Linked DNA regions of Mus musculus: all the other regions are linked to region 3. A link is a contact called in public Hi-C, HiChIP or PLAC-seq and promoter capture Hi-C data. All regions are on one chromosome and are shown on one strand. The core of a region is the stretch at or near the end of the contact, and the rest is flanking DNA. Distances in the headings are between cores, read along the strand shown.

Region 1 (5,371 bases), core at 2,498-4,997, 540 kb after region 3:
AGGCACGTAAGAGGCTGAGGCTGGAGGATTAAAATTCATAGCTAGCCTTCCCAAAATGAAAATAAATAAAGATGACAAGTCTTGAGGAACACTGGTATGTATGGATGATTACCTGGCTTAATGACTTCATCATGAGTCCAAGAACGTTCACACTCCCTGTAGGCTCTGTAGCCTACATGGAAAGATAGAAGGAGCAGGGATCCTGACCCTACAGTGAATATACAGCCCAGCAGCCTAATAGTGTCTCCCCCTTTTTTAAATTAAAGATTTATTTTGTTACTATTATTATTATTATTATTATTATTATTATTTTGTGTGTGTGTGTGTACAAAGATGAAAATAAAGGCTGGGGGACTTTCAGGATAGCATTTAAAATGTGCATATGTGCGGATACACATGTGCCATGGTGTGTGTGGAGCTCAGAGGACAATTTGTCGTAGTCAGTTCCCTTCTACCTAGGGACCCTAGGTATGGAACTCAGGTTATCTGTGACCCTTGGAAGCAAGTACCTTTATTTGGTGAGCCAGCTCACCAGTCCCTCCAGTCCTTGTTTCCTGAGACACAGCTCACTGGGTAGCCCAGGCTGGCCTGAAACTCCTCATTCTCTTTATTCTGCTTCCCAAGTGCTGGGGTTATAGGATGTACTACCACACTCAGTTATGTGATGTACAACATAGATTGTATATGGAACTTCTTTTTTATTTCTTTTGAATTATTTATTTAGCAGTTATTATATTTTAAAATTATTTTTTTAAGATGTGTACCTTCACACCCAGCAAATTTTTATATTTGTTCGTATTGGTGTTTTGCCTGGATGGATGCCTGCTTGCCGCATGCATGTAGTACTTCCAGAGGCCAGGAGAGGGCGCCAGACCTTCTGGAACTAGAGTTAGGGTGGGTTGTAAGCCACCATAAGGGTGCTGAGAATCAAACCTGAGTCCTCTGGAAGAGCATCCAGTGCTCTTAACTGCTTAGCCGTTTCTCCAGCCTAGCAACTGTTCTTGGTAGCATAAGTAATAACTTTGTGTCTACCATTCAACAGTTTCCCTTCCTTCTATGTATTGAGTCCCAAAGAAGTAGCTACTTTTGATACACATTGGAAAGAAGCAGACATGTCATATAATTGCAATGAGGTACTCTTCACATAGGTGGAGATGCTCTGTACAAGACTAATACCATTGTTGTTGTTATTATTATTATTTATTATTATTGAGACCGGGTTTCTCTGTATAACCCTAGCTGTCCTTGAACTCACTCTGTAGACCATACTGTCCTTGTCTGTTATCATTATCATTTATTCATTCAATGAATACATGGTCAGGTGAGGGGCAGAGTCCTTGGATAGGTGAAAGGTCACAAAAGGGAGGCAGAGATGTCCAAATTAGGAGTGTCAGAAACTCCAAATACAAACACCACTTTATGTACAAACTTTTCAGACAGATTCTGTATGTTTCTTATGTGCCACGTGAAATTTACGTATGGGTTAAAAAGGGTTATCTAGCATTTAAATAAATACAATTTTATAGATGTTATGGCAATACCCAACAAGAAGAGAGACCATGGGCTCCAAGAAATGTATATAAATGCCCATTTTATATTCAACTTTATTAACATTAAGAAAGCATCATTCCATTTAGTTGAGAATATGAGGCACAAGGGTCACCCAGGGGTAGCAGACCATGTGACAGGAAAGTATCATAGTTCTTAAAAAGAAAAGAAAGAAAAGAAAAAAAAGGAAGTATCAGGTCCTTTAAAGTGGTATCAATATGATAAGCTTCCGAGTCTACACTCTACACACACACACACACACACACACACACACACACACACTCACTCACTGCAGTACTGGTAGCAGTAACTTGCTCTCTGCACGCACATGTGCCTCTACTCTTTTACATACAGTTTCACAGATTCAAGCCCCTGCTCCCCCAGGGACATCTCTCTGCATGGCAGGGAAATAAGCTCTTGAAGGGAATGAGAGGCAGGAGAGAAAAGGGAAGGTTCCTTCAGAGCTTGGCTCATTACACTGGAGGCCTTCCCGGGAGGAGAGGAACTGGAGTCAGGAATCATTGGTTCAGTTCTGCGTTCTCCTCCCATTCCCGGCCCCTTCCTAATTATATGACTTTAGGCAAGTCCTTTAAATTGCTCTTAGTTCTTTCCCTGTCAAATGGAATCTTGTCAGCTGACTTCTCGGGTCATTAAGATGATCACAGGAGAAATAGCACAGGGAGGCACTGCTTTTAAGTCCTGAGCCGTGTCGGGGAGGAGTCTTACTGCACACGTGACTGCACACGTGATCGCGAGCGTCGTCTTCAGGTTGGCTGCCTGATTCACTGTTCAACCTCAGCTCCACAGAGTCCTCCTTTGAGAAGTCCTCCTTCCTCATCAATCTCTCTTTCATTACCCCAGTTTATTTCAGCCAAGACATTTCTCACCTGTGAAATGGTTTCTTTGCTTACCGGTATATTGGTTTTCTCCCTATGTAAAGGCTCCACTGTGGAGGTCAGAGGCTAAGTGTCTTTCTCAATTGCTCTCTTCCATATTATTTGAGATAAAGTCTTTCATGGAACCCGGAGCTGGCCAGTTGGGCTAGATTGACTGGCCAAGCTATGCTTGGTTCTGCCTCCAGCTCTGGAGTACAGGTGAAAAACAGCTTCCTTCCTTCCTTTCTTTCTCTTCCCTTTTTCTTTCTTTCTTTCTTTCTTTCCTTTTTTTTTTTTTTTAAAAACATGGGCTCTACCTGATCAACCTTCGGCATAGCAAGCATTTTACAAATTAATTTCTCTCTCCATCCCAAAGGCGAACTCAGTCTTTTATTCCCATGGACTATTATGAACATTACAGTCCTATCCTGTGTCTCTCTCCTTCTGAGAGGTCCTCATATCCCTGCCCTGGCTGGCCTGGAAACCACTATGTTTACCAGACTGGCCTTAAATGCTTAGAAATGGGCTTGCCTTTGCCCTCTCAGCTGGAATAAAATATGTGGGCCACCATGCCTGTCTGACAGTACAGGATGGATGAGATCAGATAACAGTGGCTAAGACTCAAGACTACCATCAAAGACAACTTAGACTTGAAAGTAGGGAATCAAACCCAGGGCCTTGTGCATGTTAAGCAAACATTGTACCACTGATCTACAGCCCCAGCCTTTCCAGGACAGCTTCTCAGTTAGCTAGCTAGCTAGGTGACAAACGGCACGTTCTTTCCTGGAGTCTAAGAATTTTACAGTATTTAAAGTGAATAACTTGAAGGTTGTTTTCATTATTAGTGTATCAACAGTAATAATGTAAGTGGGTGACCCTATGCTAGGCTCTGATGCTTCAGGCTTGTCAGTCAAGCCACCCATTCTTCTATCACCCCAGAGCACAGCATCATCCGGTTTCGCCCGCGAGGGGCTAAGCGGAAGTGGAGGTCGGTTCTTAGCCACCCACAAGTGCTATTGCTACCGGCTCTCCGAGCCGGGGACGAAGGAGCATTTTTCTGGACGGTTCTCTTAGGATGGGAAGTCCGGACTTAGAGAGACCCCACGCCGCGTCTGTCTGGATAAGAGACGCTCCCTGGAACTTCGGCCGCAGGACCGCGAGCTCCGATTCTTCCCTTTGGCTTTGAAATCGCGGAAGGAAGGTGGGACACTGGCGCTGTGGGCAGCGGAGGGCAGAGGCGGCGCGGCGAGGGGGCGGGGCCAGGGAGGAGCCGGGCGGTGGGCGTGGCCGATGGGTTTGGTCAGCGCTTGCCGAGCTCCGGGCTCCGCAGTTTGGACGTCGCTCTGTCTTGGCTTGTCTCGGCACGCGCTCCGTCAAGGTAAGAACCAAGGGACTCTCGGCGCTCACGGAGTTGGCCTCCACCTGCGGGAGACTGACCTTAGTGGGATTAGGGAGGATTTTTCTACCCTTCTCACGGAGGTGAGAGCGGACTCTCTGCGTCAGGTCAGAGGCCCGTCCCCCTTGGGCCAGGAAGAAGGGACAGGTGCGCTCCCCTGATGGCCGCGCCTTCCCCGGTGGCTGCAGATCTGAGCCCTTTTGGACTTGGTATCTGAGCCGAGAGGACTCGCGATTGAGTTCCTTTCCCAGTTGAGCGGCAGGGGGCCTTTCTTCTTTCTGCTTGTCCCGCGGTAAAGTTCGAATCCAGGAAGACAGTCCACAGTTGCTTGTGCCCGAGCAGGTGCACGTACTTCTTTAGCTATTTTTCTCTTCTGGAAAGTGGTATCTGGATCTTGATAAACAGGGACTCGAAGAATCAAAGTGGGAAAAACTACGTGGACCTTGTCCCGAGACTGTGCAATTTCCCCTGGATCTGACATTTCTTAACTTTTTCCTGTCGTTGGCGAATATGTTTCTGTGTACCAGGTCCCATTCGGGCTTATCTTTGGAAAGTGGAATATTTGGTTAGAAGAGTTGATCGCAGTGTTAAATTGGGACAACTGGGTGGCTGGCTTGGTTAAGTGGGTTTGGAGCCTATCCAGACAGAATAGTTGCATGCTTTAAGCAGAGGTTTTACATTTTTCCAGTGAGTTCCCATTTTCCTCTAAGGAAACTCTGACAACCTATTCCCGTCTATATAATTCTTTTACAGAGCCGAGGCGCGGTAGGAGGAAGCATCGAGTCTCCTAAGTAAGATTTGGGATTTAATAGCTGAGTGATCGACACTGTAGCTCTGTGGTCTATAGACTCAAAATAAGGAAGAGCTTGATTTTTTTCCGCGAGGCGGGGGTTGGGGGGAGCTGTGGCTAAACTTACACATTAAGTATTTGAAAACATCCATGTCGTCCAGTTACATTTTCATTGTTTAAGACAGACCTATCTTTTCGCCATACACTTATGAATCCGATCACTATTCCTCTCCTTGCCAGCTCAGGGGTGCTTTCTGTAGGGTGCCTATGTAAATCACCCTCGTTCTTCCCACAAGGGTGTGTGCCTTCGGGTTTGTGGAATTGTGTGGGGACAGGTATTGTAAACACATGCAAATCAGTGAAGCGCTCTAGTAGGCGATACCTTTGCCCTACATGGATCTTTGGCCTAGAGTTTCCCTCTCTTTCTAGATTGGAAAGAATCTAGGGTGGGAATGCAAGGTTTAGCATTGCCACACTGTTTTCTTGATTCCCTTACAACAAGGTGGTCTTGTTTACAGACAGGGCTGGGGCTATGTGTAACCTCTCTCCCTACAGCTGATCCTTAAAGGAGGATGGAGATACTGTGGACAATTACTGGCACATTTGTGTTCTTGAAGAATGCCTGGCCTCCCCCTATCCCCCCCCTCGCTCCCCCCCCTCCCCGCCCCGCACCCAGGGCCTCTAACCACACCTCTTCCTACAGGTTCTCCAGGCTGCCCTGGTTGGTGCCTCTCTTCCTTCCCTGCACCCATCCTACTAGAT
Region 2 (5,770 bases), core at 2,032-4,531, 850 kb before region 3:
GGCTGTAGGCAAGCCTGTGGAGCATTTCGTAATTAGTGACTGATGAGGTGGGGCCAGCCCATCGTGAGTGGGCTCATCCCTGGGCAGGGCGAGCTGAACAAGCCATGGGGAGCAAGCCAGTAAGCAGCACCCCTCCATGGCCCCTTCCAGATCCCTACTCTGTTTGAGTTCCTGTTCTGACTTCCTTCAGTGATGGACTATGATGAAGTGTAAGCCATGTCAAACCCTTCTTCCCCAAGCTATCTTTGGTGTCTCATCACAGCAGTAGTAACCCTAACTAGGTCACTGAGTAACTTCCAAACTGCACATCTCAAAGTCTCAACCCTCTCTTTTGTAAAAAGTGCTACAGTAACAAGCCACATTTAAAAAGAGGTCTTAGTAGAGAAACAGTAAGAGATTTATGAGAACACAGACTAGCACAGCATGTAGCTAACAACTTTGTGCCTTAGCTGAACATTAACTATACTTGAACAGTTATAAACTGTACATACTCTATGAAGCTGTCCTCTGAGTTTATTTCTATGTAGAATTTCGTACCCTGTCATGTCCTATAAATAAAGATTAAGTTCCATTTTTCTTTACAAAAAAAAAAAAAAAAAAAAAGTCTCAACTGTCATGAATGGTGACTTCTCAGAAGCTGCACCACAGACTCCTTTCATGCAACCTTCTCTTCCCATATGATCCAGCAGTTTTCAGGATTGTTGGCAGCTAAGGGGTATGATGGGGACTAATAGCTGTATACTAAGACCCTCCCCTCCCCCATCTACAAGAGTATACTTGGGGAAGAAGGGTTTGACATACTTGAGAGTATGGCAGCAGTTCCATTGCCATCAGACCTGGTTACCAGAGCATAAGTTATTGTGCTTATTAGTTGCCATGGCTACTGTGTCACATTAATCTCTACTCCAAGGTGGCATCATATTGTGCCCAGAGGCAAAAAGCATACCTACCACAACCAAGCAAACCAAGCAGTTTCAAACCGAGCAGTTGTTAAATAGGAGCTGTTTAGATGCAGTGTCCTGTCACCAGTGGGGGCAGCCAGCCTCCTGCATCAGCCACACTGACTGACTCACTGAAGTACTCACAGCTTTTAATTATTTTTGTACCATTTTAGAAAATGTCTTTAGTCTATTTAGATAATGCCACATTCCCTTCTGCTTCCCTCCCCTCACTTTTCTCTTGCAGTATGGCTTTATAAAATGGGTCATTTCCTTAGCTGCCTTACAAAGCTTGGTGATATCTACAAGTCCCACTTAGTAAAGAGTATTCTCATGCCAAAATGCTCAGAATAGCTAACACAGTTCCAAAAATGTCCCCTTGTCTTGAGTCATGGTCATTAGAGTGAGATGCTCTCTCCTAGGCCCTCAGTCTCCTGCTCCTCTGTTCTAGCCTGAGGAATGGCTCTAACAGTCACTCAAGGGCAACTCTCTGGTCACTAAGGATGAATGCTGCCTTGTTCATAGTTACAACTTGGTAGTTACAACTCCACTACATAGTGAAGACACCGTATGCTTTAATTCAGCTAGCAGAAAGCTTTTCTGAAGTTGTATTGAGAAGGGTGCATTAGCCAACTTTCCTTTGCTATAACAAAACACTCAATGCTGGATAGTACACGAAGAGCTGAGTTTTATTTTGCTCATAGTTCTGGAAGTGCCAGGGCATGTGGCCCTGCTTCTTCTTAGATCTGACGAGAGCTTCGTACAGACGTTGTATCAGTCACAGACATACAATAGCAGTTACAAAGCAAGACTGGAAGCCATGTATATTCTGCTTTTAAAAAACAACTTGCTTGTGAATAACTAGATCACCCCACACATTGGCATTTATCCCTTCAGAAAGCAATGCCTCAGTGTCTTAATTAAGGGCCCGCTCTTAAAGGCTCCATTATTTACCAACATTAGCACACCGGGAACGAAGCCTCCAACATAGGACCCTTTGGCACACGGGTGCCACATCCAGCTCCTATTGAGGAAAGGGAGTCTGCTTCTACCTCTACTGGCAGCTCCAGGATCTGGTAGTGTCCCTCATATGCTTGGAGAGAAGGGCTGAAACCAAAGCTGCAGAGCTGTCATCCAGTGCCTAGGGGTGGGGGTGGGGTGCTGAAGGAAAGAGGTTTCATGGGGAAACTGACATATGAGCTGGTCCAGCAAGGAAAAAGCATTTCTAGGAATAGGAACTGAAAGCCTGGTCCTGACCACTCCTTTCGAGAAAGCACGTTCATGTCTCTGCCTGCAGAGTGCTGTGCGCTCCTCCCACAGCTGCAGTGTCCTCTGTCCCTGTCTTTCCCAGCCTGTGTCTGCTTCTTATTCCTATAGGAAGCCCCTCTTCCCAGTGCCACAGCTGGCCACTTCCTGGCTAAGCCCTCCACTTAGGGACTCCAGGCATCCCTTCTGAAATCTGAACTCATACAGCAGCACTTCCTGTCCCGTGTCATTTCCGCCACATGCCTCCTTTTTAGCTGCAATTAGGAACTCGGGGTCATGAAAGCCCTTCCTGGTCACCTTCGGATCATCTTGAAGTTTTACCCTTTCTACAGTGAGATCCTCAAACTGCTGGCAGACAGGCCCTGGGCCTTTATTTAGGGCTAGGTTTCTCTACCAAGATCCCATGAACCCAGATACAGGGCTCTTGTAGCCCCTGACCTGAGACACTGCCACTGCAGAGAGCTACCCATTTCTGGGGGTCTGAGGTTACACACATTCATCACACAGAGGCCAGAGGTTGATGTTGGGCATCTTCCTTTAAGTCGTTTTATTAAACCTCCTGTCTCCACCTTCCCAACACTGGGAATACAGCTCTACACCACAGCACCCAGCTTTTTACCCGGATGCTGAGTATACAGGACTCAGGTCCTCATGCTGAATAGCCAGCTAGCCACCTCTCCAGCCCCAGAGCCACCGATTTCGTAATCTGTGAATAGGCAGAATCTGTCCCCGAAGCTTAGGACTCAGGGTATGTGGCTGAGGGTAAGGGGAGTGATCAAGAACCATCCTGGGATCCTCTGCCAGGCCTGATCAACCCCATCAGTACCAAACAGCCTTTCAGTTCCCTTCCCCACATGCTAATGCCACTGTCATTCACTCTGCCCAGTGAATCCTCTTCAGGGAACAGCAGTGGAGGGCAGCCTTTCTGGCCTCTTGGGTTGGAATATGTACTGCCTGGCTGAGTTTGAATTCCTGGACCAGCTGGGCTGGGGGTTGCTATTCCAGGAGGGTGGAGTGGCCTCTTTTTTGGCTCCTGAGGGGTATCTTTAATGCCACCCACCAATAGCAGTATGCCTCAACATCTCCGTGTGCCAGGGTGAGACATATGGTGTATTTTTACCAAGTGTGCAGATCTGGACAGGAAAGGAAGCTCATCACTGGCACTTCCTTATTTGGCCATTGTTCCTTGCTTCCTTCCCAGCTTACTCCTCTCTGCTCATTTTTCTTCCTCCCCTCCATGCCTGTGAGTGGACTTCCGGGTCCTGCCCCATCCCTGTTCTAGCTGGAGACTTTTCCCTTAGCGTATTACAGTCTCCACTTTGGTAGCCTCCATCAGTTGCCATCCCATTGCCAGAACGGACTCATGCTGGCCCTGCCCCAGGCCCCGACACTCATATGCATGCTACGAACACCTAGTAAATGCCACAAGTCTGGATGCCCAGCCTTCCTAGTTCCTCCATCCTGGGACCCCCATTTGGCCTATAGAGTTATCTAGCTATATGTGCTTTTTACAGACAGTACCGTATAACCGCGAGATGCAGAAACTGCCCCCATTTGTTAGCTTTCTAACTTCAAAGCTTCTTCCCTCTCTGACCTCAGTTTCTGTGAGTATAAAATGGAGATGATACTTATTTCTCAGGATTACCAAAATTAGGTATGAGTAAGGTTATACCTAAGGTGTGGTAATGGCCAGTAGTATCTGCTGTCTTTTTCTCTCTAGTTGACTGTATAGATTCTTTATTTATTTTTTTTAACCTAGAAGTTGGAGGGCCAGTATTCATATCAGTTAGGTAAAGGAAATAACAAACAGCCCTAGAAACTCAGGACAGTCATCTGTTTATATTCACAGAAATTTCTAGACACAAACTCTCAAATTCCCAATTAATTATCCTATATAAAAATGATGTACTATTTGCATACAACCTACATATGGCTAGCTGCCTGTGTATTTTAAGTCATCTCTAGATTACTTTTTAGACCCAGGCTAATGTAAATGCTATGCAGAAAGCTGTTACACTCAACATTTAGGGAGTAAGAAAAGCCTGAGCATTATACATGTTCAGTGTGGATGGATTATTTTCCAGAATATCTTTTATCCACAGCCGGTTGAATGCATGGATACAGAACCGTCAGGTGATTGCCGTTCACAGTGATAGTTAGCATCTTCTCTGTTGTGGGTCCCTCTCTGGGAAGAACAAAATCTGGCTTGTGCCAGAAGAAGAGACTGGGGATGGTGTCAACCACCAGTGACTGCCCAGCAGTGCGGAAGATGCAGAGGGGGATCCTGTTTCTTAAAGTGCAATGTCACTACTTAAAGTCACTGTCACTTGGACATAGAAATAGTTAAGAGGAGATTCAGGCAGTATCTCCATAGTCCTTCCTGTACTGTAAGCATGCTAAGTCCTGAGGATAAGCCACCTGCTCCTGCTGCAATCCAGTCTTAGCTGTGCCTGGCAGCAGGCAACAGAGGCCTGTACTGGTTAGTGTCTCACAGATTAGCCCCCTATCACTGTGGGCCTGCAGGCAATAAAAAATGTGTAAGTTTCCAAACACCCATCATTTAGGCTCAGCACAGCTTAGATGGATCTTCCTCCTGCTACTGTGTACACTGGAGCCATTTTACCATGTTTATGCTGTGCTTGTTACCAAAAAATCTTCCTAGGTTTGCTGACTGCAGATGAAACACAACCATTTGACAGTTTGGGCTCTGGGTCTAGCAGTCTACCTTAAATAATGGGAGAGTGGCAGAGCTTCTCTGAGTCTCATTTGTGTGGAGAGGATTGGCAACTCTACTGCCCACCCCAGTTCTGAGGGGTAAATGGATGTTTTGGGGAAATTAGAGCAGAGCCTTCTGTCCACTGAACACTCAGTGCAGCCTGCTCAGGCCCTGGGGCTACAGTGGGAGTCCAAGCAGGCAGCAGCATTTGGCTGGTTTGGTTTGGTTTGTTTCTCTCAGAGCCCTGCCCCAGGGCAAGGGCTGGGTAAATATTTACATGGGATGGGAAGTTTAAAATCCTGCTTCTTCTCCTGAAGTAATAAGAACTCTTCCTTCCCAGAAAGTTGATCAATCCTGAATCCTCAGGGTCGGAGGGGACAGCCAGTTCTGTCAGTGGTGGAAGGTTTTCATGGCTTCTTCTCTCGCTGGTGCTTTCTGGAACCTGGCTTCCACTCTCCCTTTGGTTGGTGACTCTGGCATGGCAAAAATCAAGGCTCTTGATAGTTCAAGAGCTGGTGGCAATGCAGCCATGGTAATGGGCCAGCTTCTTTCTGTGGTATGGCATGATCAGGGTTTTATTTCATGTGGCTTTTGCCTGCCTGTATCTCGCTGTGTTCCTACTGTCAGGAAGGGACCAGAGGACGCTAACAGATGCTAACAGTATGTGAAACCCAGAGCTGGAGGCAGCCTGTTTGGGTAACGGGCTGCTTTCAGCCCCATACGTTCCAGGGCCACCACCTTTCCTGCATAGGCAGCCTTGGGCTATGCAGTTCCCTTCCCACTCAGAGCTCTGCTCTGTCTTTTCTCCGTCCTCTAGGGACTTTCTGTACCAGGCCCCAGGTGGCAAAGC
Region 3 (5,388 bases), core at 1,717-4,216:
TTTTAAGAACTAGCTATATTTCCTTCCTGGGGACTGCATACAGCTTCTGCTGGTTTTTTAGGTTTTTTGGGTTTTTTTGTTTGTTTGTTTTTTGTTTTTTTGGTCTTTTAATATTGGTATATTGAAACTGGATGGGAATCAGCAACAGAGTAACAGCATCTCAAATAGTTTCCACCTGCTGCGACATTTCTGATACTTAACTCATTCCTTATGCAGTACTGTTGGGCTATCTTTCTCATCATGTCTAAGTCCTCTCACAGTTGGCCTGTTCGCCAAGGTACCTTTTCCCTCCTTCTTTCAGTGAATTTTAGATGTTTCCCTCTCAGGCATAGACATAAAAAAAATGCATTGATTCAGTATGGTTTTCCAATTTCACAGAATTTTTTCTGAGGTGATAGTAAGGAAAAGAAACTGGTGACTTTGGGGGGACTGGAGAGATGGCTCAGCGGTTAAGAGCACTGACTGCTCTTCCAGAGGTCCTGAGTTCAATTCCAAGCAACCACGTGATGACTCACAACCATGTGGAACAAGACCTGATTCCCTCCGTCTAGTGTCTGAAGACAGCTACAGTGTACTTACATATAATAAATAAAATAGAATCTTAAAAGAGGAAAGAAACTGGTAACTTCTGAAAGGCAACAGTTCCTCGGTCAATGAAAGGTCTACACCATTTTCTTTTTGACTAACAGAAGAATCTCAGACACTGAAACCTTACCTACAGTGACGATCCTCAGCAGAGAGAGTGTCCACTTCTTATTGACGAGTTTCCAGAGTGGGGGAATTGTTAAGAGTATCGGAGAGAGAAAGGCTACACAAAAGAATTCCAGCCCTGTGAGCTCCAGCGTTTGCAGGGGAAAATAATAGATCATGGGGCTCAGTCCGTGGTAGAGAGACCAGGAGACGTAGCCTAGGAAAAGCGTTTAAGAGAGAATGTGAGTCTGGCGGAGTTCCTGACTATACAGCCTGACACTCCACTCAGCTCTGAATGTCCTGCCTCTGGCACCAACTGGGTTGTTTTAAGGATTTAGTTCCTGGGGCTGGAGAGATGGTTCAGTGGGTAAGAGCACTGACTGTTCATCCAAAGGTCCTGAGTTCAAATCCCAGCAACCACATGGTATGAGAGAGAGAGAGAGAGAGAGAGAGAGAGAGAGAGAGAGAGAGAGACTGATTTAGTTCCCTCCCCAGCAGGCAGGGTGGAGGACAGAGAGACTTAGTTCCCTCCCCAGCAGGCAGGATGGAGGACAGACAGGCTGTTGTGAGTCTGTCACCACCTCATCTCCCATAATTATGTAGTCAGAAAACCGTGTCTATACCTGTTGATGGTCCCTTTAATAAGATAGCATAGGCTGTACCATCAGAGAAGGAAACCCGCTTCCTGTCAGGATTCTGATTGATAAAATACTCTCACCTAATTTGTCCCATACATATGTCTGACATACATATGTCATAAAACTAAAGAAGCAGTGTTCCCTCCACCCTACCCCAACTTACAGCCTCGAGCCCTTTAGTTAAGCAACAGACTTTACTTGTGAGTAGACCATCATAAAACTCCCTCACTGGGCAGGGCTGGGGAGTGAAACAGGGCACAGGCTGTGTGATCTTAGACAATAATGATAATTAAGGCAGCGGCGTTTGCCCTGTGCCAGGCTGAGCTGGGTTTTAACCAGATAACTTTATTCCTCATATAATCCACATCCTAGGAGGTAAATGTATACACCTTATTCCCTCCCCCCCCCCCCCAAAGCTGAAACAGTTGGGGCAAACCAACAATGCAAACCTCTGAGAACCGGAAAGTTCAGTGATTGCCTGGCTTGCCCCAGGACTAAATATCACAGGGAGCTTAGACCTCAGCGGTGCACTTAACTTTCTCCCAAGTCCCTTTGCAGGCCACCTCACAGTTCTCAGAATGAGATCAAGCCTCCTGGAGGAACGCAGAGTGACTCACTTCACACCTCCCAGTTTACTAGGCACCGATGGAAGGCAGGAAAAAAAAATGAGAGTTTCAATCCCTCCTGAGACAAGACTGCCCATAGAAACTCTCGTTCTCAGGAGAGCGCCCTCCACAGGCCCAAAAGATGCTTGCTTCCAAATGAACTGCAGGACTAAGCCATTTCCCAAGTTTACCTTTTAAAGTACATTAAACTCAAAGTTTAAGTATACATCTCCCATAGAACCAGAATACTAAATCCTTGCTACTTTGTGCTAAATGAGCCCAGGAGACTAGAAGCAGGCACGTTTTTTGGCAAAAACACTAATATACTCGCAGCTACCAAGCAAGATCGCTCAAACAGGGAGGCAGAGCCAAAGACAGTTGCCCTGGGCGCTCACCTACAGGTGACCTTTCCTTGGGAAAGCTAAGTCCATACTAAACTGTATTGAGGTAGACTTGAAGGTCACGGTCCAGGGCTGCACGAGATCAACGCAGACACAGGGAGAATTCTCCATGCAACCCCAGGGCGGCGCGGGAGCTGCCGAACCCGGGCCAGGGAACCTCTATCTGGTCTGGTCTCCTTCGCTTCCATCCAGGGTGGAAGATAAGATAAGCATCTCCATTCCCGGAGCCCGGCCTCTTCTCCCGGCTCTGTCACCCCGGCGGGGAACAAGCCCAGCCAGTTTGCGCCAGGACAGCCTCGACTTACCCAGCAAGGTCTCCAGGGCAATTGCTCTCCACAGGCCTGGCATGACTGCGACCACCCGGAAAGCCGAGAGGACCGTTCCCTCGCCCCGCGTGCGCCCCGCGCTTCCTGCGGGGTCCGCCCGGTCTGCCTGCTCGGTGTCCCCGAGTAGCTCGCGGGTCTGAGGCGGCAGCAGGAGTCCTGGCAGGGTGCGGCACCTCCTCCCTGGCACACCTGCGCGCCGCCCCGCCCGACGCCACCCATGCCTTCAGCGCTGCTGGGGACATGCCACCCTAGTGCAGCCTGCGTTCTCCAAACCTGCCACCCAGCCCGAATGAAGTCTGCAGGCTCCCATCCCACCCTCTACCCGCTAAGAGAGAACACATGGAAGATGGAGCCACCCCTTCCCCGCCCCCGGAGGAAGGGAACAACCCAAACAGGCGATGCCATCATTTAATTTAAGTCCACGCAGAGAGGTTTGTAGAGTGCTTGCCTCAAATGCACCCGACTTTGGGTTCATCCTCTGTGCTGCATAGACATGCTGTGGTGGTGCATACTTAAATCCCCAGCATTTAGGAACTGGAGACCAGAGAATCGGGGTGAGCAGGTTGGATTCCCAGATGCTGGGGCTTGAGTCTGAGAAGAGAGCTGGAGACTCGCTCTGAAGCAGGGAGTAATGGGAGCCTCCATCTTCAGTCCAAGGTGACTTCACACCTACCCCTTACCTTTTTTTTTTTTTTTTTTTTTTTTGCTTTGGTAGTAAACACAACTCAGGAACTGTCAGTGTCATCTCAAAAACCAACAGAAGTGGGGGAGCTTGTAAATATCAGAGTGGAGAAAAACCGTGGTGGCGCACGCCTTTAATCCCAGCACTCGGGAGGCAGAGGCAGGCAGATTTCTGAGTTCGAGGCCAGCCTGGTCTACAAAGTGAGGTCCAGGACAGCCAGGGCTATACAGAGAAACCCTGTCTCAAAAACCAAAAAACAAAACAAAACAAAACAAAAAACCAAAAAAAAAAAAAAAACCAAAGTAAATATCAGAGTGAACTATGGTGGGGGTGCCTAAATTTTAAGAAATAGCTCAAAATGCTCGTGGTTACAAATCCACAGCAGCCTTGAACTAAGAGTTCCTGGTCGCTTTTTGAGCACAGAGACAGATGGATACTTTTACAGAATAAAACAGACCCTCTAGAACCCTATCACCTGACATCAAGTGATTTTTTTTTTTTAAATAACCTTAACAAGACAGTTACACAGGACAAGGAAAACTTTTCCCAGCAAATGACCACAGGAAAAATTAACTACCCAAGTGGGAAAGGATCAAGTCGAAGCCCTACTCCACACAAGTTCGAGCACCAACTCAAAGAGGCTCTGTAGTTGTTTGAATGAAAACGTTCCCCCCAATCACAGATATTTGAATACTTGGTCACCAGTGGGTGGCGCTGTTTTGGGAGATGGTACAGCCTTCCTGGGGGGAAGAGCATCACTGGGGGTGGGCATCTCCAGACATGCAGATTGCTCTCTCTGCTTCATGATTTCTGTTGAAGATGTGCTCTCTGCGGTTTTCACTCTGGCTTCCCCGCCACAAGTCCTCCTTTGATGGGCTCTCACTCTGGAACTGCAAACCCAAATAAACTCTTCCTTGACTGTTTCCGTGATGTTCTATCACAGCAACAGAAGCACAAACTAATACAAAGATCAGAAGACTACATCAAGCCGTGGATGCTTTTAAAGAAAAAAATATCGAAAGAAAGAGAATAGATCTTCGTGGTTTTAACTCTTGGCAATAGATTCTCAGTCCAGCATCAAAAGCGTAAGAGACAAGAGAGAAATGATACATAAACGGATGTCCTCTGAGATTAAAAGCTTTCAGCCAGGTGCAGCAGCGTGCCCCTATGGTGGGGGGAGGAGGTAGCTAGGGAGGCTGAAGGGAAGATCATTAGCCCAGGAGGTCTGAGCCTGCCTTTGCAACAAAGCAAACCTTCATCTCAAAAATAAACAAAAATGAACCAAGAAAAAAAATGGAAATATTTTTGCTTCAAAAGACTGAAAAGAGGGCTGGTGAGAGTGCTCAGTAGATAAAGGTTCTTGCCACTAGGTTTGACGGCCTGAGGCCATCTTTGGGATCCACATCATTGAAAAGGAAACTGACTCTTAACAAGATGCTCTCTGACTTCCACACTCTTGATGAGATGTTGGTGCTTTCTCAATATCTCTCCCCCCCCCTCTCCCTCTCTCCCCCCTCTCTTTCTCTCTCTCCTTTCTCTCCCTCTCTCTCCCTCTCTCCCCCTCTCTCTCCCTCTCTCCTCTCTCTCCCCTCACTCTCCCCTCTCTCTCCCTCTCTTCTCTCTCCCCCCTCTCTCTCTCCCTCTCTCTCTCTCACACACACACCACATAAAAAATATAATAAAATATCTTTGAAGAGAGTGAAAGGAGAGCTGAGCGTAGTCGGGGTCCATCTCCACTTACTGAGATGTTTGCCCTGCTTCCTCCTTCTGACTTACTGAAAGCTATCTGTAAGTTTTCCTACTGTTTTGCATAGATAGACTCATACAATGAGCACATGGCCTTCCACCTCTGGCCATGGGCAGGAGTCCTTGGGCAGTGTAGTGAAAATAGGATGTAGTTTTAGAAAAGGTGTTGGTGGTATTGGTTGCTCTTTTAGACTAGAGAGCAGACAGGGATGCTTGAGTGATCTTTTTTGCCCTTCCATTGACTTCTCATGATCCTACTCCGAGATGGCATCTCATAGAAAACCCGCCATCAACTCAGTG
Region 4 (5,295 bases), core at 1,028-3,527, 700 kb after region 3:
GAATTTCGTCTACTGTGTTGGGTGTGGCCAGCTCATTTTCCCTGGGACGGAGGGCTACACTGTCAGGGTTGCTACCTCCTTTACACAGCTATTAGGGTTGTCCCTCAGGCTTAGCTCTTACAAGTACTATAGTTATGAAAGCTCTCGTTTATGTTTAGATGATAAATGTTCAGTTAGGCCCTGCTGTAAGTATAGTTTAGAGTAGTTTTGTCTCATCAAAGGCTAGTCACAATGTTTGAGATTTCCTAGGCAGAATCAATTTTCCAAAGAATCTATACCAAATTCCACTCCTATCAGCAATGTATAGGAATACCAGGCCTATAGTTTCACCCTTGGTAAAAATTCCCTTTAGCCATTTTGTTAAGTGTTTGACGGTATTGGTTTATGGTTTAATTTTGATCCCTCACGATTAGTTATTTTGGCCACGGTTTAATAGGTATAGCAGTCATTTAGATATTCTGTTTTATGAGGCCTGCTGAAGCCAGAAGAGGGACAGAGTTGGGTTTCCTTGAGATGGAGCTCAGAATGGTTTTGAGCCAGCTTGTGGATGCTGGAGATTGAACCCTGGTCTTCTGCAGGAGCAGCAAGCACTCTCAACCACAGGGTCAACTCTCCAGATAAGCAGACAAAATTATGAGTTGTAGTTTATTAATATTTTCCTGTGATAATATTCTATCAAGAAATTCTGTGCCACTGTCAAGGTCATAAATCCGTTTCTCCTGTCACCTTTACAACAGCATTTCCCTGCTGAGTTGGGGACTACTTATCATCATTAATAATCCTGCTAAGTGCATTGTCCTAAAGTTCCAGCAGGTGGCGGTGTTGCTGTAGGGAAAGTTAGGTGCTAAAAAAGTTAAGCTTGCATAGTTTCAAGGGTATTATTTTATAAACAGTTCTTTTTCTCCCCCTTCCTGGCTTGCTTATGAGAAATGAGAAATATACAACAACACAAATTTCACCTTAAACACATGTTTAGATATATGTTGGTTAACAGCCTGGTAATGGACATGTATACAATTACATATATTAGACCCATCCCTAAGGAGAGGCTACGCAAGGCAGGAAGGGTGTTTTAGCAGTGGAATGAGAACAGTAGGAGAAACTGAAACAACAAGAGGAAGTACCTCCGGAAAAGAAAATGCCCCACCCTTAGCACTATAACAAATCCAGGCTGGGGACATCCATGCTTTAGGTCCCACCACTAGTTTTGTTTAGAAAAGTACATGGATATGTGTAATATTATGTTTTGATAGTCTCAGTGCTATATATTCTTGTCTCCAAGCAGGCAATTCTTTTAACCCTTGACATCTTGGATTATATATTGTTACAGATCCTTACCTGTATACCTTTAACATCTATGTAAAACAAGGAGATAGGACTGGATAATTCTGAAATCTTTCGCTCTCCCTTTCTGTCCTTTAACCATCCTTCCTTCACTTTTTAACACGAGTCCTTTGCCTTTCTAGAAAAGTGGGAGATAGATCCATCAGAGTTGGCTTTTGTCAAGGAGATCGGAAGTGGTCAGTTTGGGGTTGTCCACTTAGGAGAATGGAGAGCACATATCCCGGTCGCCATCAAGGCCATCAATGAAGGTTCCATGTCTGAAGAAGACTTCATTGAGGAAGCCAAGGTGATGATGTAAGTGCAAGGTCCTGCCCCACGTACTCACGGCCCCGCCCCTCAGAGTCTCAGACAGAACCTGGACTTTAGAATCAGACACACCTGCACCTGGCTCACGACTCTGCCCAAGACATTGTGTAACCCTGGCAAATTACTTAACCTCTGTGTGACATGCATGAACTATGTCATCCTCAAGTCTATAGAGTCCTCACCTATACAATTGGAAACAACGGGTACTTCTGACATTGGATCGCTGTGTGAGTTAATGAAATGGTCAATGAGAAAGACAAGGAAAGTATATTATGCTTAGCTTAGTGGTAGGTGCTGAGTAAATGTTAGATAAGGGGCTTCTTGAATGAGACAACCTTGGCTGGGAACTCAGGGATCAGACTTTCTGAGGGTGAAGAGTTGAGTGAACAGGAGAAAAACTTCTCACAGGCAGAGACGCGTGTGGGTAGAAATGTGTGTTCCTGCTTCCTGTCATGGTACTTTCTCTACACACGTATTAGAGACGTGTCATAACTCACTGCAGGACAACTGGTAGATATATTTACATTTGTAGCTAGTAAAGCTATTTTCTTGGGACCGGAATGTTCCCCGAGGCTCATAAGACTTGTGAAGCTAATACAACTTAACATGATTCAGGAGTCCAGGAATTTGTAAGAGTCACGAGCCCCTCCACAGGGTTACAGGAACAGTTAGTAATTGCTAGGAAGAGGACTTCCTCTAGCAGGCTAAAAGTTGTGCAGGGAGAGCCAGGTGCGTGGGTGGATTCCTGCGTGCGTGCGTGCGTGCGTGTGGTGGTGTTGAATTGGAGAAGCCTATTAGAAGAATTAAAGATGACAAAGTAGTCAGGTAAATGTGTAAGGCTAGAGTTGGAGAGAGGTCAGGGTAGAGGGCACGAATTTGAGAATGGTTCCCCAGAGATGATATTGAGAACCATGAAACTTGATTCTGTTAGCGACGGAAGAGAAGAGTTGGAAAAGGATATCAGGAGATGTCCTGAGCTCCCGTGTCTCAGGATGCTCTTTCAAGGGAAGACACGGGAGCTGAGGAACTTTGCAAGAAGGCTAAAAAAACTTGAAAAGAATTAAATCCATCTACCAGTGGTCCTATAGTGATTTGTGGAATGTCTAACCAGGGACTGATCCGTGTGTAGAGAAAGTAACATCACAGGAACACACATTTCTATTCACACGCTTCTCTGCCTGTGTGAAGTGTTGGTCCTATTTGTTCAACTGAACCACATATGAGGGTTCATTTGCCTGCCTTTGCCTTACTTCCAATAGACATCTGTCTTATCTCAGATGCATTTTGACAGTCACCCTCGTAAGCGAATGCTTTGTCATGTTTCAGTTCTCAAATACTTCCATGAAGTTATATAGTCTCAGGGTTCTTATGGCTTGAAAATGTTTCATTCTGAGATTTGCTGTCCTGACATTATTTTGCACACATGCAAATTGCATTCCTTAACTGGAAGTATGCTTACGGACTTGAAAGATAAATCAAAAAATGTTGAATGTATACCTTCTCCGTCTCTCTGTCTGTCTCTGTCTCTCTTTCTCACTTTACCTTTATGGGTGATAAAAAGAACATTTCTAAGGTACTTTTCACAGCATTTCTGACCAACACAACTGCTTTTTAAAAGATACATCTTTTAAAAATTATAAAACATTAATTTAAAGTTATTTTCATGAATATTTGGTGGTGGTGGGGGTGTTGAAGCCTGGATTGCCAAACAAACAAACAAATAGGTATTGGGGCAGGAGAGATTGCTCAGCTGTTATGGGTATTAGTTGCTCTTGCAGAATTCCCAGGTTGAATCTCAGGATCCATATGGTGGTTAACAAGTATTTGTAACTACAGTTCAACATCGGAAGCCCTCTCTGGCGCCCGTACTGTTGCATACACATGGTGCACAGACTTATGTGCAGACAAAAATACCTATGCAAATAAAAATTTATTTTAAATTAAGAGTATATTTTAATAGGAAACTTCAACTCTGTGTGATTACCAAATATACTACAGGGTTTCATGCTGGCGAATCATTTTTAGTCTCCAGCTACTTCTAAACGTTTACTTTGAAATCCCTTTACTCTTTAGAATTCTGTTTTCTTCCTCATGACCACCAGTCTATTCTGCCCTCCCTGCTGCCTGCCTGGAATTTTCCATCTAAAGGTTGTAGTTAGTACAACTGGGATCCAAAGAGCAGGAACTCTTAAGACCTGCACTGGGGAAATCCATAGTGAGGATGCTAAAGCTGACAGGACAGGAAGAAGAAGAGATGGCTGCAAGTCAGACAGATACAGGGCATGCACTATTCTATACTGATGACTTTGGAAGCTCAGAGTCCTGAGGCCCTGTTTTCAGTGCATAAAGTCGAAAGAAAATGCTATGTGCTCCCGGTGGTAGGATTGATGCGTATCTATCTTATCTCAAATATGAAAATGATAACTTACTATTTTAAAATTCAAGAGCAATCCATTTCACTGGTGTGTGTGTGTGTGTGGTTTTTTTCTTCGACAGGAAACTGTCACATTCGAGGTTAGTTCAACTTTACGGGGTGTGTATACAGCAGAAGCCCCTGTACATAGTGACGGAGTTCATGGAGAACGGCTGCCTGCTTGACTATCTCAGGGAGAGGAAAGGCCAGCTTCAGAAGGCGCTGCTCTTGAGCATGTGCCAAGACATATGTGAAGGGATGGCGTACCTGGAGAGGAGCTGCTATATTCACAGGGATCTGGTGAGTCGGAGGCAAATCGCCTTCCTGTGCACACCTGTGTGGGGATCGATTTTGATAATTTGAAGAATGTGCCTTTGGCTTAATTTTAGACCATTTTTTAAAAAAATTCATGCATCTTATTGTGAAAGGCTCATTAGCTTTCTTGTCTATTTTGCAATGCTGGTGGTTTAAGCCAAGGCCCTGCACGTGTTAAGCCTGTGTGCTATCACCCACTTACATCTTCCAACCCTGCAACTTTATTTTTTTATTTGTCCTTTAACGCTATAACCAAGTAGGAAATTATTCTAAAATGTCTTTCACTAATTAACTACCTAATGAACCAAATAACTACAAGGATCTTTCCTCTCTTCTCTTCCTCATTCTCTTATTTCTTTTCCTTGTTTTTCTTCTCCTTTTACCCTTCTTTCTTTCGACCAATGCCAAACTCCATAGTCGCTGTAAGTATCACAGCTCTGAGGGGGAAAGGTAGCCCGCAGTCCGGGAGTCAAGGAATGCCATAAAGTCACAGAGCGCAACAAACCTCACCCAAATGATGAGATGTACTAGGAAAGATACAAGACGGTGGGTGTCTTCCTCTGCTCTGGTGAGAAGCAGCAGGGAGCTGAGCAGGAGGCGCGCTTTAGGGGGGAGGTGGTGTTCTTGGGGGCGGGGTTTTCCAGGGTGGTGATTACCAGGATGGGGAATTGGAGGGATTTTAAGTCCTGAGTTTGGGGCAAGCTGAGGGATTGGTGGGGTTTTGAGGGTTTTTGAACCCGGAAGTGAGCTCAGACCTTTTACCTCCTACAGTTACACTTGTCCCAAGTGTTTCATATATGCCGAAGCGATCTGGGCGCTGAAGGAACAGCTGGGAAGGAACAGTCCCTGTGAATCTTACCCAGGGGTGAAGTTGCCCTGTGTGAAGTGTTTTGTGACAATACTGCAGGAATATTGTT
Region 5 (5,350 bases), core at 124-2,623, 770 kb after region 3:
AGAGTGAAACCCTGATTCAAAACTGCGCACACACATACACAACACACAAAGGGCAGAGGGAGAGGGAGGGGGAGGGGGAGGGGGAGGGGGAGGGGGAGGGGGAGGGGGAGGGGGAGGGAGAGGGAGAGGGAGAGGGAGAGGGAGAGGGAGAGGGAGAGGGAGAGGGAGAGGGAGAGGGAGAGGGAGAGGGAGAGGGAGAGGGAGAGGGAGAGGGAGGAGAGCAGGGTGGTGAGAGCGAGAGAGAAAGCAGGGGGCAGGGAAGGGTGTAAGGGAGAGACACTGGGCCTTTTCCTCATTAGCTACCTTTTTTTAATTTTGGTTTTGCTCCATGCTGTTTCCTCTTCCAAAAATGTCATTGCCTTTATTGGGCACCAAACTCCTGAATTTGGGGTGATTTTTGTGATTCTCCCGACATTAATAGTACCGGCCTATTACATGCTATACTGTCGGATTTGGTTTTTCTTTCTTTCTTTAAAAAGATTATTGTTGGGGCTGGAGAAATGGCTCAGAGGTTAAGAACACTGACTGCTCTTCCAAAGGTCGTGAGTTCAAACCCCAGCAACCACACGGTGGCTCACAATCATCTGTAATGGGATCAGACACCTTCTTCTGATGTGTCTGAAGACAGCTACAGTGTGCTTACATAAAATAATAAATAAATCTTAAAAAGAAGAGCACAGTAAAAAAAGTTTATTGTTATTAATATGTGTATGGTGTGGACTGTGTTCTCTCCTCCCACCTTTAAGTGGGTCCTGGAGACTGAACGTAGGGAGTCAGGCTTAGTAGCAAGTGCGTTGACCTCTGCGCTACCCCACTGGCCCTCCCACTTCCTCTCTTTTCTCCCTTTCACTACACAGTGTTATACAGTGTTGCTTTGAGACAGCAAATAGTCAAGGAAAGCCAAGAAGGAAAAACCAACCAACCAAACAAACAAAAACCACACCAACCAACCAACCAGCCAAAACAACCAAACCAAAACCAACCCAAAAGCTGCTAAGGAGGTACAGGTTAGGTTCTATACCATCTGCAGGTTATTTTCAACAAAATTACAAATATTTCAAACACGATCCTTTGGGGATAAGTATAGACTTACACAAGAAGGCAAACTGTTACACACAGTGTTGACTACTTACTGTGATGGATAAAATCTGCAATTAGTGTCCAGGGGACTTCCTGTGCTTCATGTACTTAGGGTTCTAAGTGCCTGACTGAAGTGTTGACTTGGCTTTATTACTAATATAAAATGGGATCGTGATAAAGGAAGGGAAAGAAAGCAAACTCCCCACTCTGGGGAACTTTACAGAATGCTGAGATAACGGGCCATTTGCCTGTGCACATAGACATGTGTGTGTAACAGGAAGTGGGCACCTGGGGCTTGCCTCTGTTTTTCAGCTGCTACAATAACCACAGACTGAGTTATTTGTAAGCAGTGGAAACGTGGCCTCTTGACTGTGGAGGTCAAGGAGCAAATCTTGGAGGTTCTGGATCCTTTCCCTTTTTGTGGAGGTGGAGCAGGGAGACGGTCTCCAGGCGTGGTGTCGTCTGTGTGTTTACTCGTGCTCAGAAAAACATACTGATTTTGAAGAAAACCTTTTTGGTGATGCAAGATCTGGTGACACTCCAGGGCCATAGTTTATATGCTATGGTTTAGATATCGGGTACCCTTCAAGGCCCATGTATCGAAGGACAGAACTCATGGGTGAGACTGGTGGAAGATAGTGGAACATTTAAGAAATGAGGCTTAGTGGGGAGGTTTGAGGTCACTGGAGTGTTCGTGAAGGAAACGATCAATTCTGACTGCTTTTCTATGGTTCTTGGCCCGAGGTGAGTAATTTTTCAGGGCTGTGAGCTTCTGGATTTTACCATCTGCTCTTCTCACCAGAGAACTCAAAGCGATAGCTCAGCCTGGTCATGAGTCAAAGCAAACCTTTTCTCCTATAAGTTGATTGTCTCAGGTATTATTTGTTATAGTAACAAAAGGATGACTAACGCGTTTTATATAAAAACACACCAAATATTAAAATGTACTATGATTACTTTCTCTGATACTTCATAGTTGTGTAAGTTTGTTTTTATTATATAATGCTGGCTTAAAAGGACCTTGGGGAGACAAACTCTTATGATTTTGCTAAATATTGCTCTTGGCTGAGATTTTTGCGTTGAGGTGGATACTTTATACCTTTTCTGTGGACTGTGAAGGTTGTGATAATGACCATGATAATAATTCACTTGGTAAAAACTGTTTCTTCCAAAGAAAGCATTGAGGGTTTCTTCCTACGGTGATAAGACTGGGCTTAGCGAGTTGGCAACCCATCTGTTTTTGAGAGGCATACATACAACCGTGTTGTGTCCGCGCTGGAACGATTCTTCACGGGATTTACAGCTTGCTTCTGCTACTGGGATGATATCCGTTATTTCTTTCTTACTCCCCTTGGCAGTTTTGACTCCCCAGAGTGCTGAGTCAGGGGGAGGAGCAGAGGGTTATTTTCGCTATGCCAGCCTTTCATTTTGAGGCAGGGACTCACTTTCTAGGCCAGGCTGGCTTTGGATCCACTTGTCACTCTTCTGCCCCAGCCTCCTGCATGCTAGGAGTATAGGTGTGGGCCACTGCCCCTGGCTTAGCATAGTCTGTGTGTTTATCTCAGTCTCTGAACTTGGATCTCAGAAAAGGAGGAGCCCAGAGGTCGAGGTCGGAAAGATCTAAGTTGAGGCTTCATAGTAATTTTCTGAAGCCGGTGGTTAGAGACCACATCCTTGATAAGGAGGTGATGACTGTTTCAGGTCGTGCCTTCCTCCCTGCCGTAGAGCAGGCAAAACCTGCTCTGGTTCTAGACGGTAACAACATCTTGATGTTGCTGCAGTAAGAAACAGCCCTGCCATTAAATACCGAGAAGGGCAAGACAGGAAACCATGCCTGGTTGGCTGTTGGGTATTTATTCTGCCAGGACACATTCTTTTCTCAGTGGACCTTCACTCTCTTCGGCCAACAGATAGCTCTTGCATTAGTAAAAATAAAAACGTTATTTTGAGTGAAAGTGCAGGGTTGGAAGGGCTGCTCAGAGGTGAAGAGCATTGGCTACTCTTTCAGAAGAACCAAGTTTGAGTCCTAGAGCCAAAATGGTGGCTCACAAGCATCTGTACCTCCAGTTCAAGGGAATCTGACGCCTTCTTCTGGCCTCCGCATGCATGCAGTGCACCAATATGCATGTAGGCAGAACATGCATGCACACATACGTAAGGAAAATCTCAAGATAAAACAAAGGTGCTTATACAGAGGCCATTTGTTGCTAAGCAGAATCTCATTTGTGAAATATTTTTCCCCAACAAACAAAACTATATATATATGCAATATGGAAGGCAGCTATGCTTGCTACTGTGACACCAGTGCAACTAGGGTACAGTGTGTACAAACATGAACAACACAGGAAAACTCCCAAGGAGTCCATGACTTAATGCAATACGAGTTAACATTGAAATGGTCATCCTTTCTGTGGGCATGCATATTGTTTTAATAAAGCGCTATTCCTACAAATATTACTTTAAATTCTGCTTTTTTCTACCCTATAGTGTATTATTCATATTTTAAAATGCTCTTGAAGTAATATGAGAGAAAATCCAACCAAAGCAGTAGACCAAGGGCATAAATATATGGTTAACATAAAACCAACCCAAGCTCTCATGAACATGAGAGCTTGCTCAACTTTATTAATGCATACAATCAAATGCCTCACTACCAAAACTTTCTCTTATCAGATGGAGGAAAACTAAATTTGACAGTCTCAAGCACTGGTCAAAAGAAAGTGGCAAGTTTGTATTGGGCTAGCCAAATGTCTAATGGGACAGCCATCATGAAAGCCAATAAACAGAGCTAAGATTAGCAATTCTGTTCCTGGACTTAGATGTTAGACACATCCTCAAAGCTGTGTCTATGGAGACATACAAAAGGATACTTACCTCAGCCAGACATGCCTCAAATTATTTACATAGCAAAAATCACAATAGTAAAAGTAATTGAAAACAAATTTTCATTAGTAGTCAAAATAGAAGAGGGAACAAAATATGCAGTTCTGGTAAGCTACAACATAAACATAGTATATTATGAAACTGAATGGCTCTGTTTCTGTTGGCATAAGCAATCTTCAAAGTACAACTTCAAATAGAAAAAAGGCAAGTTGCTGAATTATGTAGAGAGAAAGATACCGTGGTTGCTTATGTAGATGTTTAAAAAGTCACAGAGACCTGGAAGCAAACATACAATTTATCATAGTGACTGCATCTAGGGAGGAGGGTAAGAGAGATGACAAGAGTAGGACTGGAACTACACACACACACACACACACACACACACACACACACACACACCAATGCATGTGCATGCATACCCATAGATAAAAATAAATATTAAAAAAACAAGATTAATTAGGGAGTAGTTTGTAGACTGACTGGGGAAACATGAGATTGAGCTTGAATAAACACCTTTAAAAGCTTAGGCAAAGAGTTTGTAAAACACCAACCAACAGGTTGAAATGGAAGTTGAGGAAAAATCCTTGTAGGAGTCAACTGTGTTGAGACTTGATGATAGGGAAGGAAAGGGTCAAAGAGAAGCCAATAATCCCTGCTTTATTAAGCCTGCAGAGTAAAGACACAGAGAGTGTGAGGAGAGGCGGGGAGAAAGGAGGTTCTTGCAGTATGCAGAATGGGTGAATGAACCTGATGTGCTGCAGGAACTGAGCGAGTGCTTAAGGTTTGTAGGTGAAAGTGTATGGTGGGTTAAATTGACTGCTACATTGTGGACCTAAAACCACCTAGGAAGCAAGCCCTAAGGCATATCTGTGAGATCATTAATTGAGATGAGAAGCCCTGCTTTGCCAAGGGACCACACTATTCCCTGAATTTAGCCCCTGGATTAAATGAAAAGGAGAAAACAACACTATTGCACTTTACTTTGGGGCTAACCAACGGGTATCTAACTGGACTCATGGACCACTAAATCGGGGTCATTCAGGCCTGAGGATGGAATCCTAACCAACTCTCTGGGGCTAGGGAGGTCATGGGCCCTAGAGGGGAACCTAATCATGCCACTAGCCTAAACCAGGGAAGTTTCTTTTCTTTGTTTGTTTGTTTGTTTGTTTGTTTGTTTTGAGACAGGGTTTCTCTGTATAATGGCCCCGTGTCTGTCCCGGAACTTGCTTTGTAGACCAGGCTAATCTTGAACTCACCGAGATATACCTGCCTCTTCTCCCTTAGTGCTGGGATTAAAGGTGTGTGCCACCATGTCTGGCTTAAGTGTAACAACAACAACAACTTCTTCTTCTTCTTCTTCTTCTTCTTCTTCTTCTTCTTCTTCTTC

What was found. Promoter capture Hi-C pulls out the DNA fragments that hold promoters and counts their contacts. A called contact is a pair of places that touch in the nucleus more often than the background predicts. HiChIP or PLAC-seq counts read pairs in DNA pulled down with a chosen protein or histone mark.
Region 1: a contact with region 3 is called in an H3K4me3 HiChIP or PLAC-seq map of stem cell-derived neural progenitor cells, with 2.0 times the contacts expected there. The contact joins the promoter of Tec here to the promoter of Cwh43 in region 3. A contact is called at or near these places in 9 of 39 promoter capture datasets (the 3T3-L1 cell line, cranial neural crest, embryonic stem cells and 5 more), 3 of 115 datasets of contacts at active chromatin or transcription factors (double positive thymocytes, embryonic stem cells and stem cell-derived neural progenitor cells) and 1 of 9 other capture datasets (embryonic stem cells).
Region 2: a contact with region 3 is called in a Hi-C map of cortical neurons, with 2.6 times the contacts expected there. The contact joins the enhancer-like site here to the promoter of Cwh43 in region 3. A contact is called at or near these places in 1 of 39 promoter capture datasets (the HPC-7 cell line) and 1 of 484 Hi-C or Micro-C datasets (cortical neurons).
Region 4: a contact with region 3 is called in a promoter capture Hi-C map of pre-B cells, with 3 times the contacts expected there. The contact joins the enhancer-like site here to the promoter of Cwh43 in region 3. A contact is called at or near these places in 7 of 39 promoter capture datasets (the C10 cell line, the HPC-7 cell line, hematopoietic stem and progenitor cells and 3 more) and 1 of 9 other capture datasets (adipose tissue).
Region 5: a BATF HiChIP or PLAC-seq map of CD8 T cells shows a contact between it and region 3, with 5 read pairs. The contact joins the enhancer-like site here to the promoter of Cwh43 in region 3. A contact is called at or near these places in 2 of 39 promoter capture datasets (embryonic stem cells and pre-B cells), 1 of 115 datasets of contacts at active chromatin or transcription factors (CD8 T cells) and 2 of 9 other capture datasets (embryonic stem cells and liver).

Annotation. Positions count from the first base shown.
Region 1 is chr5:72,866,824-72,872,194 of GRCm38.p6, reverse strand. Tec (tec protein tyrosine kinase) reads left to right here and starts at 3,747. Exons shown (of 19, transcript NM_001113460.2): 1 at 3,747-3,801.
Region 2 is chr5:74,250,527-74,256,296 of GRCm38.p6, reverse strand. The region is part of intron 5 of Scfd2 (Sec1 family domain containing 2); the gene reads left to right. Among named protein-coding and RNA genes, the nearest start is that of Rasl11b, 58 kb to the right of the region's middle. Within about 2 kb of position 3,281, at least 26 of the 459 cell types and tissues checked have an H3K27ac peak or open chromatin away from gene starts, as enhancers often do. A contact at or near this core is called in cortical neurons, where this site is marked.
Region 3 is chr5:73,403,656-73,409,043 of GRCm38.p6, reverse strand. Cwh43 (cell wall biogenesis 43 C-terminal homolog) reads right to left here and starts at 2,966. Exons shown (of 16, transcript NM_181323.2): 1 at 2,640-2,966; 2 at 716-907. The coding sequence starts at 2,682.
Region 4 is chr5:72,706,588-72,711,882 of GRCm38.p6, reverse strand. It overlaps Txk (TXK tyrosine kinase), which reads left to right. Exons shown (of 15, transcript NM_001122754.2): 10 at 1,467-1,638; 11 at 4,147-4,363. Among named protein-coding and RNA genes, the nearest start is that of Txk, 44 kb to the left of the region's middle. Within about 2 kb of position 2,277, at least 26 of the 459 cell types and tissues checked have an H3K27ac peak or open chromatin away from gene starts, as enhancers often do.
Region 5 is chr5:72,632,289-72,637,638 of GRCm38.p6, reverse strand. The region is part of intron 1 of Cnga1 (cyclic nucleotide gated channel alpha 1); the gene reads left to right. Among named protein-coding and RNA genes, the nearest start is that of Cnga1, 7.8 kb to the left of the region's middle. Within about 2 kb of position 1,373, at least 61 of the 459 cell types and tissues checked have an H3K27ac peak or open chromatin away from gene starts, as enhancers often do. A contact at or near this core is called in CD8 T cells, where this site is marked.